Linked DNA regions of Anas platyrhynchos: region 1 is linked to region 2. A link is a contact called in public Hi-C data. All regions are on one chromosome and are shown on one strand. The core of a region is the stretch at or near the end of the contact, and the rest is flanking DNA. Distances in the headings are between cores, read along the strand shown. Region 1 holds the start of MSRB1 (methionine sulfoxide reductase B1). Region 2 overlaps MEIOB (meiosis specific with OB-fold).

Region 1 (6,564 bases), core at 2,335-4,834, 71 kb before region 2:
CACGTCGAGGCTGCCTGAACCCCTGAGCAGGTGCATGATATCGGTAGGAAGGATGGGAGCTGCAGGCCAGGCTCTCAGGACCATCGTGGGGCTGAGCCCAGCACCCAGAGCACCGGGCTGAGCACAGGGAGCTCGTCCTCCACCCCCACCCCTCCTCTCACAGCATCCCCGTGGCAGGAGCGGGGCTGAGCAGGTCCCGGCTGCAGGTGGGTGCTGCCCCTCGGGCTGCCTCGTGCCTGGGATGTGCCTCAGCCAGGATCTTCAAAGCATTTTCCTACCACGAATTAATTACAGGCTGCGTCGCAGCTGCCTCCAGCTCCATTTATGTAATCTCCTGCTTCGCGGCTTTCGCTTTGCTTCTGATTTACACGCGCCAACTGTTAACCCCAAATAATCTGGGGGGACGCCCGGGGCTAGGGGAAGGGAGAGATCGCAGCAGGTCCTGGGGCTGGCAGCCCGCGGGGAGCGGTGCTGGGGAGCTCCTTCCCTCGCCTGCAGCGATGCTCTGGCAGGATCTGCCCCCTCTCAAGGGCTTGCTCCTTGCATTTACTCGGCAAACCCAGCACCGGGATGGCACCACCCAGGGCTCCGGCACCCCCAGCGCACCCTGAGCCTGGTGGCTCAGTGCCACAGCTGTCCCCAGTGCCAAACCTGTCCCCGGTGCTGCCTGGGCCCCCCCAGCCATGGTTGTGCCTACCAGAAAGACCCGGTGCTGATCCGTGGCCCTGTTGTTGGCTCAGGGGCTCAGCAGCTCCCCAGCATGTGGCACGGGCTCGGTGCTCCGCTGCGCCCTGCTTGGTGTTTGGTTACCTCTGCTCCGGTATTCCTGGGTTATAAAAGCTAAAAAAAAAAAAAAAAAAAAAAAAAGGAGGTGGGGGGGGAAAGAAAAAGTCTGTTTCCTGAGAGACCATTAGCAGAGTGGAAGACTGAGATAATAATAGCCTGGGTTTACATGGGAGTTTTCAGCTGGCAGGGACAGCGAGTACAGCGGGGGCTACGTGTGCGCTGCTGAGACGCAGCCACCTCTGGGGAGTGGGGGTGGCCGGGGGGGTGCGGAGCAGGGGGACGGACCCTGGGGGTGCCACAGCAGGGCCACCAGCACCCCGGTGGGGGCTCCGTGCGGGGCAGCCCCGGTGAAGGTCTCAGCTCAGGGCTCAGAAAGCACATATTGAGCCTAGAGGTGTCTCTGGAGGCAGCTTTGGAGGCTTCTCATCTCTCTCTTTCTGGCTCGGGTGCAGGATCCTGGCTTGACGTGGTGCAGAAGGAGACACAAGCGCAGCCTGGACAGGGGGGTGTCCCCGAGCACCTCCCCGTTCCACACCCCCCTTTGCACGCACGAGGCAGCAAAAGTGCGCTCCTGCCGTGCTTCGCTGCCCGGCGCTGGCTCACGCCCACCGATGATACCTACACCCTCCCAGGTGGGCCATTGCCAAAATGGTGTTTGCTTTTGATGTAAAAACAAGGAGAGTTAATTGAAAAATTAATCTCCAGCAGCCCTCTGCAGCTAATGAGAGCTGCCGGTGGCTGCCGGAGGCGGGCTGGCACCGCTAGCGGGGCTTGTGGCAGGGCTCTGCCTCCTCCCAGAGAGGTTTTTATCACCCAGCCAAACAAGTTGGAAATCCCTCGTCTAATTATCTTCACAACGTACCGCCGCAGAAACCAAATTGCTGTGGTTACGAGCGCTGTAGCTGGAGAGCTCCCTGCATTATCCTGTGATTAAGGAGCGCAGGGCTTTGAAGAAAGTCTCGCTGCAACCTAAGGACATCAATTTTCTGCGCACCGGCATCTGACGAACGCAGACTGCTTCCAGGCAGAACCCGAGAGCTTTTAGAGCAGGCACGGCTTCACCCCCTGAAAAAGCTTCAGCAGAGGGGCCGGGTGGGCGATGCTGCCGCCACGCAGGGTCCCGGTGGCTGCTGCAGCTGCTCCTGGAGCCTGCCTGCTTTAGGCTGCCTGCAAACCTGCACCTGGAACATCTCCGTGGTGCTTCAGCCTGCTCCGAGCCTGCCTGGTGCCCCCCTCGTTTGAGCTCGGTGGCTGAGGAGAGGCAGCGCCCGCTCCCCACAAAGCAGCACGGAGCATCCTCGGCTCCCCACCACCCCAGCCCCAAGCTCATCCTCCCCATGCCTGCCACGAGCCATCAATCCCCTGGGCTCGAGCGGGAGCGCGGCGGAGCCCGCGACGCACGCCTGACCTAATTTAAACCGGCAGCATCCAGAGGGCAGGAGCAGTGGCCCTGCGTGGGGGGCTCCACGTGCCGGGCAGCTGCAGCCCCCGGCTCTTGCTCCGGGCTGTGGGATGTGGACGTGTCACCGTCAGGAGGGCCCAGAAACCCTTTAAGCGCTTTGCTCCAGGCCTGGCTCCTGCTGCCTGCAGCTCACCTTCACCGCACAGCCCTTACCTTGCGGCACGCGGGGCTGCTGCCCCCTCCTCCTCCAGGAGCCCCCACACCCCACGTACCCCATGGGGGCACCCAGCTCACATCCCACACCCCCCCTCCACGCCATCCCCGCAGACCCAGGCCCAGCAGGGACGGTCCCCACAGGGGCTGCTGGAGCCCGGCTGCCCCCTTTGCCCCCTGCTATTAGGGTGGCGGGATGGGGCCACCATCCCCGCTGAGCCTGCACCCCACAGTGCCCCCCACTTTGTGCCCCGTGGTGCCCGCAGCCTGTCCCGCACCCCTCGGGGGGGCTCCTCGGGGGTGCCCGTCCCCATGTCCCCATGTCCCCTGTCCCCCCACGTTCCCACGTCCCCCCTGCTCTGTCCCGAGCCCCCCCGGAGCCGCTCACCGAACCCCAGCCCACGGTGGGGGGGGAGCCCCCAGCTCCGTGCCGGTCGCTGCCCGGCCCCCCCAGCACCGCTCCGGGCACCGGGGCTGCCCCCGGCACCGCTCCCTGCGGGGGTCCCGCTCCCGCAGCGCCCGTACCTGCCCCGCGCTGCCGGGAAGGGTCCGCTCCTGGGGCTGGGGGGCCGGTACCGGGGGAGATCGGGGCCGGTACCGGGGGGGGGGGCAGTGCCGGTGCCGGTACCGCAGGGCTGATGCCGGTGGCGGTGCCGGTACCGGAGGTGAGGGCTCAGCCCCGGTCCCAAGGCGGGGTCTGGGTGCCCGGTGCAGGGCTCGGAGCTCGCCCCGCTCCCCACCGCCGGTACCGGAGCATCCGCAGGACCGCGCCGGGCCCCGCTCCGCCCCGCCGAGCTCCGCCCCGGGGCCGGCTCCGTTCGCGTTCAGCCGGCCCCGGTGCTGTGCTGTGCGGTGCGGGGGGGGGGGCAGCGGGGACACACACACACACACACAGCCGGGACCCCCCCGTCCTGACCCCCCCGGTGCCGCGGAGCCCCGGCAGGAGCCGCCCCCTCCCCTCTCCCGGTGCTTCGCTGCCCCGGGGGGGGGACGCACCAGGAGCACGCGGGGGACCGGAGCGGCCCCAAAAAGCCCCAAAACTGCGGGACGGGGCTGGGGGGAGCGGAGAGGAGCGGGGGAGACCCCCCCCTAGGTGGGACCCCCCCCCCCACAGCGCACGCCCCCCGGTGGCCCCGGGGCTCCGCGGAGGGGGCGGGGCCAGAGTGGGAGGGGCTTTTTTGGGGAGGGGGGCGTGGTCGGGGGGCGGGGCGGGGGGGTGGCAGTGGGCGGGCGGTGGGCGGGGAGGCGGAGGGGGGGGCTCCGCCATGTCGTTCTGCTCCTTCCTGGGGGGCGAGGCGTTCCGAGACCACTTCGAGCCGGGTGAGCGCGGCCGGGGGCGACCCTAAAAGTCGGGGGGGTCCTGCTGGGGGTCGGGGGGAGGTTGGAGGGGTTTGGGGGGTCGTTTATAAAGGGGGTCGGGGGGGGTGGTGTGGCTGGGGGGCTTCGTCCTGCGGGGATGGGCTGGGGGCGAGCCCCGGGGGGTTGGGGGGAGGCTGGAGGGGTCGGGGGGGCTGCCTATAAAGGGGGTCTGGGGGCGAGCTCAAAGCCCCCTTTTGGTGCCTGGCCCTGGGCTGGTGGCTGCCCCAGGGGGTAGAGCCCAGGGGTGAGGGTGTCCTGGGGCAGCTGACACGGCCCCGGGGGGCTTCTCGGGGGTCTCAGTGCTGAGCCCCCCTTCCCTCTGCCATTCCCCCCCCCCAGGTATCTACGCGTGTGCCCGGTGTGGCTACGAGCTGTTCTCCAGCCGCGCCAAGTACGAGCACTCCTCGCCCTGGCCGGCCTTCACCGAGACCATCCACGAGGACAGCGTGGCCAAGCGCAAGGAGCGCCCGGGGGCCTTCAAGGTGAGGGGTCCCAAATGCTCAGAATGGGGTGAAAAAAGCCCGTTTCTCATAGCAGGGTCCATGCTGACAAAAGGCCCCTTGTGACCCCCTCCTTGTGTCGCCAGGTGTCCTGTGGCAAGTGTGGCAACGGGCTGGGCCACGAGTTCCTCAATGACGGGCCCAAGAGGGGGCAGTCCCGCTTCTGAATATTCAGCAGCTCGCTGAAATTTATCCCGAAAGGTAAGGGCTGCGCCTCACCGGGCTGCCTCTTTCCTCGTGGTTATCTGTTGGGGTTGCTGCCAGCCTGGCTGCACGGTGAGGGATGCGGTAAACCTGGAGCCCCCCAGGCCCCCAGCAAATCCCACACGCCTCAGGCTGATCAGTGGGTGGCTCTGTGGGGGCTCTCTGACCTTGCATGGTGGAATATGGGGCATGCTGGAGGTGCCCCAGGTCCCTGTGTGTCAGGGGAGCAGCAGAACCCTGGAGGCTTTCTGCTGGTGGTGCAGAGCCAGGGCAGGATGGCGCTGAGCTTGCTGGCTCATTTCCTGCAGTAGTCACGTGCAAGGTTTGAACATTTCTTCCGCTTTATGGTAGGCAAAGGCCAGTTCTTTCTGCAGTGGTTGTGGTGCTGTTTGCTTGCCCACTGTCAGAAAAAGGCTTTGGGAGGCTGTGTCTGAGCTCAGGGCAGCACCCCAGCCGTGTCTTGCTGTTCTGATTATCCGACTGCAGTGCTACACAGGGGCCCTGATTTCTTTCCTCCCCCTCTTCCAGGCAAAGCAGATAAGGACCCGAAGGAGAAGTAAGCGAGCTGCTCTACACAACATGCTGCTGGGGGCTGATCCTGCGTTCACATCTTGGGGTGCACTGGGAGCAAGACACCCCCCGACAAAGCTCCTGGTGCCCCCAGGCCGGCTCCATGCTCCGAGACATCCCCATTCTGGGTGCTGGGAGGGAGCTGGGAGGGAAGGGGAGGCTGTGGCTGCCCTGCACTTGCTGGGGGCTGGGTTGTATGACCCGTGCCTGAGGTTATTTTGCACGAGTTAAGCTGGAGGCTGCAGCTCTTCATTTTACCTTCCCTTTCCCCCTCCCATTTTCCCCCAGACATCCCTGCCTCTGCCAGCAGCTGCTGCTGCGTCCTTTCTGCTTTGCCCACTGCAGCAGCACCCGTGCCTGCGTCCCTGCCTCCGCTGGGTGCTGGGGCAGTTCTGGTGGTGCCCAGCAGAGCTGGGGCTGCCTCAGCGCCGTGGCAAGAAGGGCAGATGCTGCCTTGCCACCGCTGCCACCCAGAGCCTCCCTCCTGACGTCTCGGAGGGGGGATGGCGCTGGATTAGCGGGGAGCAGAGCCTGGGTTAATCTCTGGTGCTATTCTGGGCTGGGATCATGGTATGAATTGCCCTCTGTAAACCCTTCCAGGATGCTGGGGCAAGGATGTTCTTATGACCCTGCTGGACAGCACCCGGGTTTTTTACCCCTCGACCCAACATGCAGGCAGCAGAGGCGGTTCTGCATTTACTGTGTCCTCTGGGCCTGGCTCTGGCTCTGCCTCACAGCAGACCCGGTATTACTGCGTTGTAACCCTCGTGGTGTGAACGGTTCCTCCTTACTTTATGCTGCTGTAAGGGAGGCCAGAACCAGGCTCACCGACTGCACCTTGCACAACTCAGGCTTTAGGAGTCACCTTTGCGTTCTCTCTGCACTCAAAAGGGCTCTGACACTGATTCCTCCTTAATTCAGGGTCTGATTCGTGGCCTTCCCTCACTGCCCTGCTTTGCTCACTGCCCAGGAACCAAACCCTCCTCTTTGAAATCGGGACAGGAGGGTTTCTGGGCACAGGAAACCTTTGACCCATGGGTCTGATGGTGTAACTGGTGCAGCACGTGAGCGGGGTGGTGCAGCCACGCCACAGCGTTACGGTTCAGCTGCACTCGGGGCACTTTGGGGGCTTTTCTCCACGTGCTTTTTGCCTCCTCGGGCCTCCTGGGCTAGAGGGAAGGGCACCGGCCACAAGTGCAATGTGCCGGCTCATTCCCTGGAGCTCACTGCTCATCTTGTACCTCTTCGAACACTGAAAATAAACAAAAAATAAAACATTGATTCACTGTGTTAGAGAAATAGCCGTCTTATTTTGTCTTTTAAAAACGTTCCTGCTGGTGCCTGAGGAGTCTGCAGCTGGGGGGATCCCCCAAAGCTGGGGTGGGTTTGTGTCTTCCCCTGGGTTTTGGATGGGAGGACGCAGATGCATTGGAAGTCTTCAGGCTTTGCCAGAGTCAAAACTTTAACCGGGGATGGTTTTCTTTAACCTTAAGTCACCATTTCAGCTCAACTACAGGTGCTTTTAGGCTG
Region 2 (6,635 bases), core at 2,003-4,502:
AAATTTATAATGCAATATAAATGGACAAAATGGCCCACTTCAGTCCTCTGCATGGCCTGAAAACCCAAGAATGCTGTGTGCAAATCAATACAAATAATGTCTTAAAACATAAATTTCAATTCATTTATGAAATGCAGGCTACATTTTTTTTCTCCTGGAGCTACCACAAAAAAAGGAAAAAAAAAAAAGATAAAAAAAAGCGACAGGGAATCATTTCTCCAAAGCTTTCTGAAATTTACTGGGGTTTGCTGGTATCTTTTGCGTTTATAACTGTGGCAGAATGAGGCTGACTTTTGACTCCTGGGCCTCATCAGCTTCATGAACTCCAGGAGCTTGGTAAGAGCACCCTTTGCTACGGCTAGAACTGCAGCTATGGACTGGAGGTGGACCAGGTCCAGTCCTGCAAATAAGAACATTTATAAATAATTCTGTGAAGTGAAATGCAAGTTCTGCACCCTCAGCCAAGCTCTCTGACTGAAATTGAATGTGATGGTGCTGTCCTCCAGGCTGGTGGCTCTAGGCTGCTCACCACTGCTCCGGCAGGTTAAACCATTCACCCAGAGACTTCAAATTTCTCAGTTTTGTTTTGTTTGTTTGTTTTTGGCAGCTGTTCCCTGAGGCCCGGGGCTGGTTAGGCTCGGTCACACATGGAGGGGCGCAAAGGCCTTTTCCCGCCCATGGCGCCCGCCGCCATTTTGTGTCTCAGTCCCCTCCTGGTCCCATTTCCCTCTCGGCAGCTGGAGGGACGGCGGTGAGAAAAATCTCTGTGGTGTCAGGCTTTGAGGGTGCCTGCTGCCAGACACCAGTTTGGGATGGCATGACAGTGCTTAAGGTTTCAGTGGTTTTAAATATTGTCTTCTGTCTTCTCCTTTTCCTCAGAAGAGGGTCTGATCCTGGGTGGTGCTGAGCAGGCGCGAAGAGCAGGTTCCCTCCGCTGACAACAGGAGCTGAGCTCGTGCCTCCGAGGAGAGGATAAACGGAGAGGATAAACGACTGGTACAACTGGATACTGCTCTTCCCTGTTCGGGGCCTGGAGCACTTTAAATCTTTAATAGCCTCTCTGCTAGTGCTTTGATCCATGTGTTGTTGTCTCTCACCTGATTCAGTTGTGGTGTGAGGTACATCATTTAACAATATTTAACTGAGACAAGGATATTGACGTGCCTTGGAGGGATAGTTGACTTTCCTAGTAAGTGTACATACGTTCTTCCAGGTAATGAGATGGGAGCAGGTTTGAGAGCCACACTTAAGTAGTTTTTATATAGCAAATTTGGAGTATCTTTTTCCCAGACTGGAGAAGGAGAGTAAATATTTCTTCAAGGCCTGTGCTAATGGAGATATTGAATGCTTTACAGAAACAACAACTACCAACCAACCAAGCACTTGTTTGAGAAGCACAGATAACATAGTAAAGCTCATGACTATTACATAACCGAATACAAATAATAAAGAATTTTCTAATTTAGATGGCTTGAAATGCTTTTATTGAAGACATGCTATTTGGGTCAAAACATTTTTGTTAAAAATTGCTTGTTGTTCTCCTTATGAATAGTTTTAAGTGATTTGTTTAGATCTTTTTAAAATCTAAATTAATTTTCTCAAATTACAGATAAATGGCTTATTACAGTTCAACACGGGACTTTGTTGCACTTTCAGATCTGCATCCAAATCTTGCTCGTCCTGTAAGTCTCAGTGACATAGTACTTTTGTTCTCAAGTGAAATTGTATATGGCTGTATTACATTTCTGCAAAATTATGTAATTGACATGTATTTAGATACTAATAGCATTAGTATAATTGTTAGATATAAAGTACCCTACTTTCTTTGTGCATAAACCAGGAAAATGAAAATTGATGCTGTTGTTGTCCATAATATGTGGATACTACAACTACAGATATTGACTGGACAATTCAATGTCTGAAAGTATCAGAGGTTTCTTTGTAATGTTTTAAATGGATGCTGAATTAGTAAAGGCATGTTCAGAGTCAGCATTATGTAGTCACAATACATCTGTAACCTACAATAGTCTTTTACAACAAGCTATGAACATAAGGCCTGGTCCTGCAATTTTTACTTGTGTGCTCAATCCCACTAAATAATGTAGTCCTTAATTATTCAAACAAAAGTCTTGTTGAATGGTATGGTCCTTTAACTAGATAAAAAATCTCACAATTACACATGAAATGGGTTTGTTTCTGTTTCTTTAGAACAAAAAGCAGGTTTTGTGCTTGTCAGGCTATTAAGGAGCTAAGATCTTTGCTTGGGGGAGTACGAGAGAGTAGGATGAACCGAAAAGTGAACTTAGCAAACAGCAGAGTTTTGTATTCACTAGTCAGCGTTGAACAAAAAGGTGTGCAGTGTAACTCAATGTTTTTCTCCTTTGGGTTTTAGATGATTGAATTAAAAATAGAAAGTCTGAGGACCCAGTTTTTCATTCTTTGGTATCCAAGATTGTTTTAATACAAGAGGGAGAAGGCTACTTAGCTCTCTCTTCATTATTTCCTACCCATCACTCTCTGTAGCCTACCAGTGATAACGTGTCTTTAAATGTTTGGTGCTGCTGGAAGTTGGTGCCTGGAGAACAGAACAGAGAAGCTGCATTTCCACATGGATGCACTACCAGCTGAGCTGCAGTGCCCTGCTACAGCTGCATCTCTCCACGTAGGAAAAAGTAGATGCACGTTTGCAGAGCTGTATCCCCCACGGAAAACCTGATGCATTGTGAGGAGCTGAAAACAAGTTTTCCTGTTGTCACAGCTTTTTGTTTAGAGGGGCACAGTTTACCATTTTTTTTTTCTCATTTATGTTAAACATATGAAGGAGAAATCACATGTTTTTTTCTAACTTTTTATGAACTCCTGGTCTCCAGCAAAGGTGATCCGTCACTCACAGTTACTCACAATAAACTGGTTCACTTAGATTGTTAAAAGATTTTATTTTACAAATAAAACTAATTTTGAGCATTGCAATTAGCAGATGTTAATAATAATAAAAAACCACAACAACCTTCTTTACAATAACTCACCAGTATCTGGTGATAACCTCCTAAACACATACTGACCAGTCTAAAACAGCTGACCTCTTTGCATTCAAAGTACCGAAATGTCATAGTTTTTTACTTTGGAGTTTATTTTTTAAAAGTGAAAAAGACTTTTTTTAAAAGTCTATGAAGCTTGCAGTGTTGTAATGCTGTAGTCTCATGATTTGGTTGAGCAGTCTTAAGCAATGCTCTGCCAAAAAAGGCAGTGCAGCCCATTCCCTTGTGGCTGGCATGTTTCACTCCTCCTCTTCGGGTGAAACTAATGCTTGTGTAGTTGCACAATAAAGTCGATCAAGGAAATGATCTCTGAAAGTTCTTAAACCCCTTTCTCCCCCCATAGTTTTCAGCCAGATCACTTCCTTCTGCCAGCTTGCTGTGCAGCCCTACTGCTAATATAAGAATAATGAATAAATTTGCAGCAGGGATAGTGGAGATCTCTTTTGTAAACTGTAGTTCTACATCAGCATAGTTTATGTAAAAAGTCATCCTAAATGTCAGTTCTTCACACCAGTGGTGAGATACAGGGTATGTTGTAGTTTGATTTCATTTATTTTTTTTTTTAAAGAAGCAAAAGTAAAAATAGAAAAAATACTAATTCATTACATATTGTGGATAGATAGAAAATACTCTATGATAAAAAGACTGGAAGAACTTTGGAAGATGTTACACTATTTCCACATCCATCCTTCTAACGAGTTTATGTCCATCAGTGTAGGATAACACAGCTACCTTGCTCCATCTAGTGATTCAGAGTAAACTGGGAACGTGAGACCTAATTTTTGAGCACGTACAGATACTGTACAGTTGTAGTGGAGTCGGTCAGGTTGTGCTGCTTTGTGAACAGATAGAAAATTCAGCATGTGTTGATTATTAAATTGCTAAACTGTCCCTTACCGACCTCTGTCTTTCTGCCGTGTTGCAGTGACAGTCACCCTTCCAGTCTTTGTTACCATACTGCTTGCATTACTTACCTCTTAAATTCCCGAACTAGTACTGCTGTGCTCTTCTCTCATGCTGAGGAGATATTTTTTTTTTAATACCACATAGATATATATTATAATGCATATTATATATTATTCTACATCAACAACAACATCACTACCTACCTGAGGAGAGGATGCTGTAAACAGACAAAATTATAAATGTTTTGGGTTGAACTTTTGTCCTCTCATTGTCTTTACAAACAGAAACAGATGTATTTCTTTTAATATTTTCAGTCACATTTTTTAAAGTAAAATTGTATGTTTATGTTGTAGTCCTTAGTTCATATGGTAATGTGGAATAAATAGATTAAAATGATTACCAGTCAGAAATATGTTTATTATCATCAGTAGAGTACAAGTCCATGAAATCTAATTCATCGTATACATCTGTGTTTAATACTTGTATTCTATAATCTTTTTATTTTTTAGAATGTAATCGGTGTGGTTATTGGGAAAACAGATGTCAGAGGCTTTCCAGACAGAAAAAGTAGAGTCTTTTTTTAACTGTTTTTACTTCATTTTCTTATGTGGTATAATTTGGCATGTATGACTGAAATCGATATGTAAATGGTAAACAGACCTCTTAGTGTAAAGTGTATGGAATAGAAATGAAAAAAAACAACTGTGGGGGATGGGAAACAAGAGGAGAGAGCAGCATTAGTTTGGGTAAACCTTATCAGTTAAAATTCACTTTAAAAAATTCCATCATGGAAGTGTTTTAGCGTCTGAAGAAGATGGTACCAATTTGAACACGCTAGTACTATAAATACTGCTGGAGTCAATTCTTCATATTCATTCTGTCTTAGAAATGTTAAGGAGATGTCTTGAGCGAAATGAGTAATTTCTGGTCTGGGTAGCACCAAATTAGTATTTCTCAAGAAAAAATGGGAATGACACATTGTTAATACACTGTTAATTGGAAACTGAGATCATGTACCTACAGATTAGAGACAACACAGTGCTAGGAAGCACCTCCAGCCACAGTCGTTCCAGCTCTGTGTGAAGGGCTCAGTTATGCTGTTGGTATTGGCATCACTGAGCCTGCTCCTGGTGAATTTTTGGAGGGAAGTCATCCTCATGAGAAGCAATTCTACATAGCTGGGAAATGGGGTGGTTCACGTGGATGCCTCCATGGAACTACAGCCAGGTTGCGCTTACTGTATGCAGATGGCTCCAGAGTTGTTACTGATAATTTGAAAATAACATGTTGCAGGCTGCTGTATGATCCATGGAAAGCTTGTTAATTAGCTGTGAGGGAAAAGGGAGTGCAGCGTTTCTTACTCCCACTTAATCATGAACTTCTATAGGGCTGGAAACCCTTTGTTTTAATCAGTTAGACCCCTTAGTACTATCTGAAGTGTAATACTGCCTGTAATCTGCAGCTGTGTATGTCATCTCGGTCTTCTCATACATGGGCACAGCCCTCTAAAAACTGCCTACCTAGACTATTTTTGCTAGTACATAGCTTATTTATGAGTTACCTTTGTTAATGTGTTGGATGACTGCTTTGAATGCTGTACTGTACAGTTCTTTAATTTGTAAGCTTATATGGTGCTGCCCGTGTTTAAGTGATACGTGTGGGTGGATGGTATGTTAGGGGTACAGCCGATTTAGGAATTGTAGCTGTCCCCATCCATGAACACCGATGTGTTTACCAAAAAGTCTGCTGACCTCTAGTGGTACTCACCAGATTGCGGATGGCAGTTCTTAATGACAAAATCCAGCCAAACCTCCCAACACAGATTTTATACACATGTTCTTGATTGAATCTAAGGTGTGCTACTGAATGCTAATAGTGCTGTTTGGTTTTGCAGACATTGGGTCTGAAAGATACACCTTCGGTTTCACTATTCGTGATTCACCAACTTATTTTATAAATGTTAGTTCTTGGGGCAGAGAAGAGTACATTAGATCGCTTTCAGAAAGCTTTAGAGTTGGTGACTGTGGTAAGTTGGAATTTTTTTCTTAATGTCTCTGTTTGAATGTATATTTTTTTCCCCAGTAATTCAGTGTTATGTGTTTGTGGTTTTACTATATTTTTCTCTGAGGGCTTGGAAAACAGTCTAATTGGAAACAAATTGTTCAGTTAAGTATATAGAGGAAGGGAATAAAATCTCTAGAATTTAAATTCAAAAACCAATAAATATGTAAACAAAAAGGCCAGATAGAAATCCACTGAATGCAGCCACCCAGAACTTACCTATAGTTGAATGGATCTAAACTCTTACATTACATTTAGTTCTTACAAATTATGAAAAATAAACTCTGTAAAGTAGTTCAGTTTTTTATTTTTGTCTTCATTACTTTTAGGTATTACTATGATTGTCCATTAAAACACAACAGCAATGTATTTATTTACAGTCTGTGCTTGTATATTAAGTTATTAAAATCCTCTGCTGCCCACGATTGCTGTATCAGAATGTTCGGATGAAACTCGTGCCTATGAAAAGTATGCACACAAGAACGCTTAGTCATTTTATTTCCATTAAATGTCTTGAGGACTCCTTTGGGACTTTGGCTATAATGTGAGCTGTCTGGACAGACACTGTTTTCAGTATGAAAGCAGTTAACAGTAGTTGTACCACATATCTGTTATTTTCTATATCCGACC

Evidence for each region. A called contact is a pair of places that touch in the nucleus more often than the background predicts.
Region 1: a contact with region 2 is called in a Hi-C map of skeletal muscle, with 7 times the contacts expected there. The contact joins the promoter of MSRB1 here to the enhancer-like site in region 2. A contact is called at or near these places in 3 of 8 Hi-C or Micro-C datasets (F1 follicle, skeletal muscle and subcutaneous adipose tissue).

What each region holds. Positions count from the first base shown.
Region 1 is chr15:18,512,973-18,519,536 of IASCAAS_PekinDuck_T2T, reverse strand. It overlaps MSRB1 (methionine sulfoxide reductase B1), which reads left to right and starts at 3,584. Exons shown (of 4, transcript XM_038187015.2): 1 at 3,584-3,721; 2 at 4,100-4,242; 3 at 4,347-4,461; 4 at 4,993-6,315. The coding sequence starts at 3,667. The coding sequence ends at 5,024. It overlaps LOC119718444 (testis-expressed protein 2-like), which reads right to left and starts at 3,462. Exons shown (of 13, transcript XM_072024078.1): 1 at 2,927-3,462; 2 at 698-840.
Region 2 is chr15:18,441,583-18,448,217 of IASCAAS_PekinDuck_T2T, reverse strand. MEIOB (meiosis specific with OB-fold) reads left to right here. Exons shown (of 15, transcript XM_072023906.1): 2 at 880-996; 3 at 1,610-1,682; 4 at 4,454-4,511; 5 at 5,839-5,970. The coding sequence starts at 1,614. Among named protein-coding and RNA genes, the nearest start is that of FAHD1, 14 kb to the right of the region's middle. Within about 2 kb of position 3,252, at least 1 of the 8 cell types and tissues checked has an H3K27ac peak or open chromatin away from gene starts, as enhancers often do.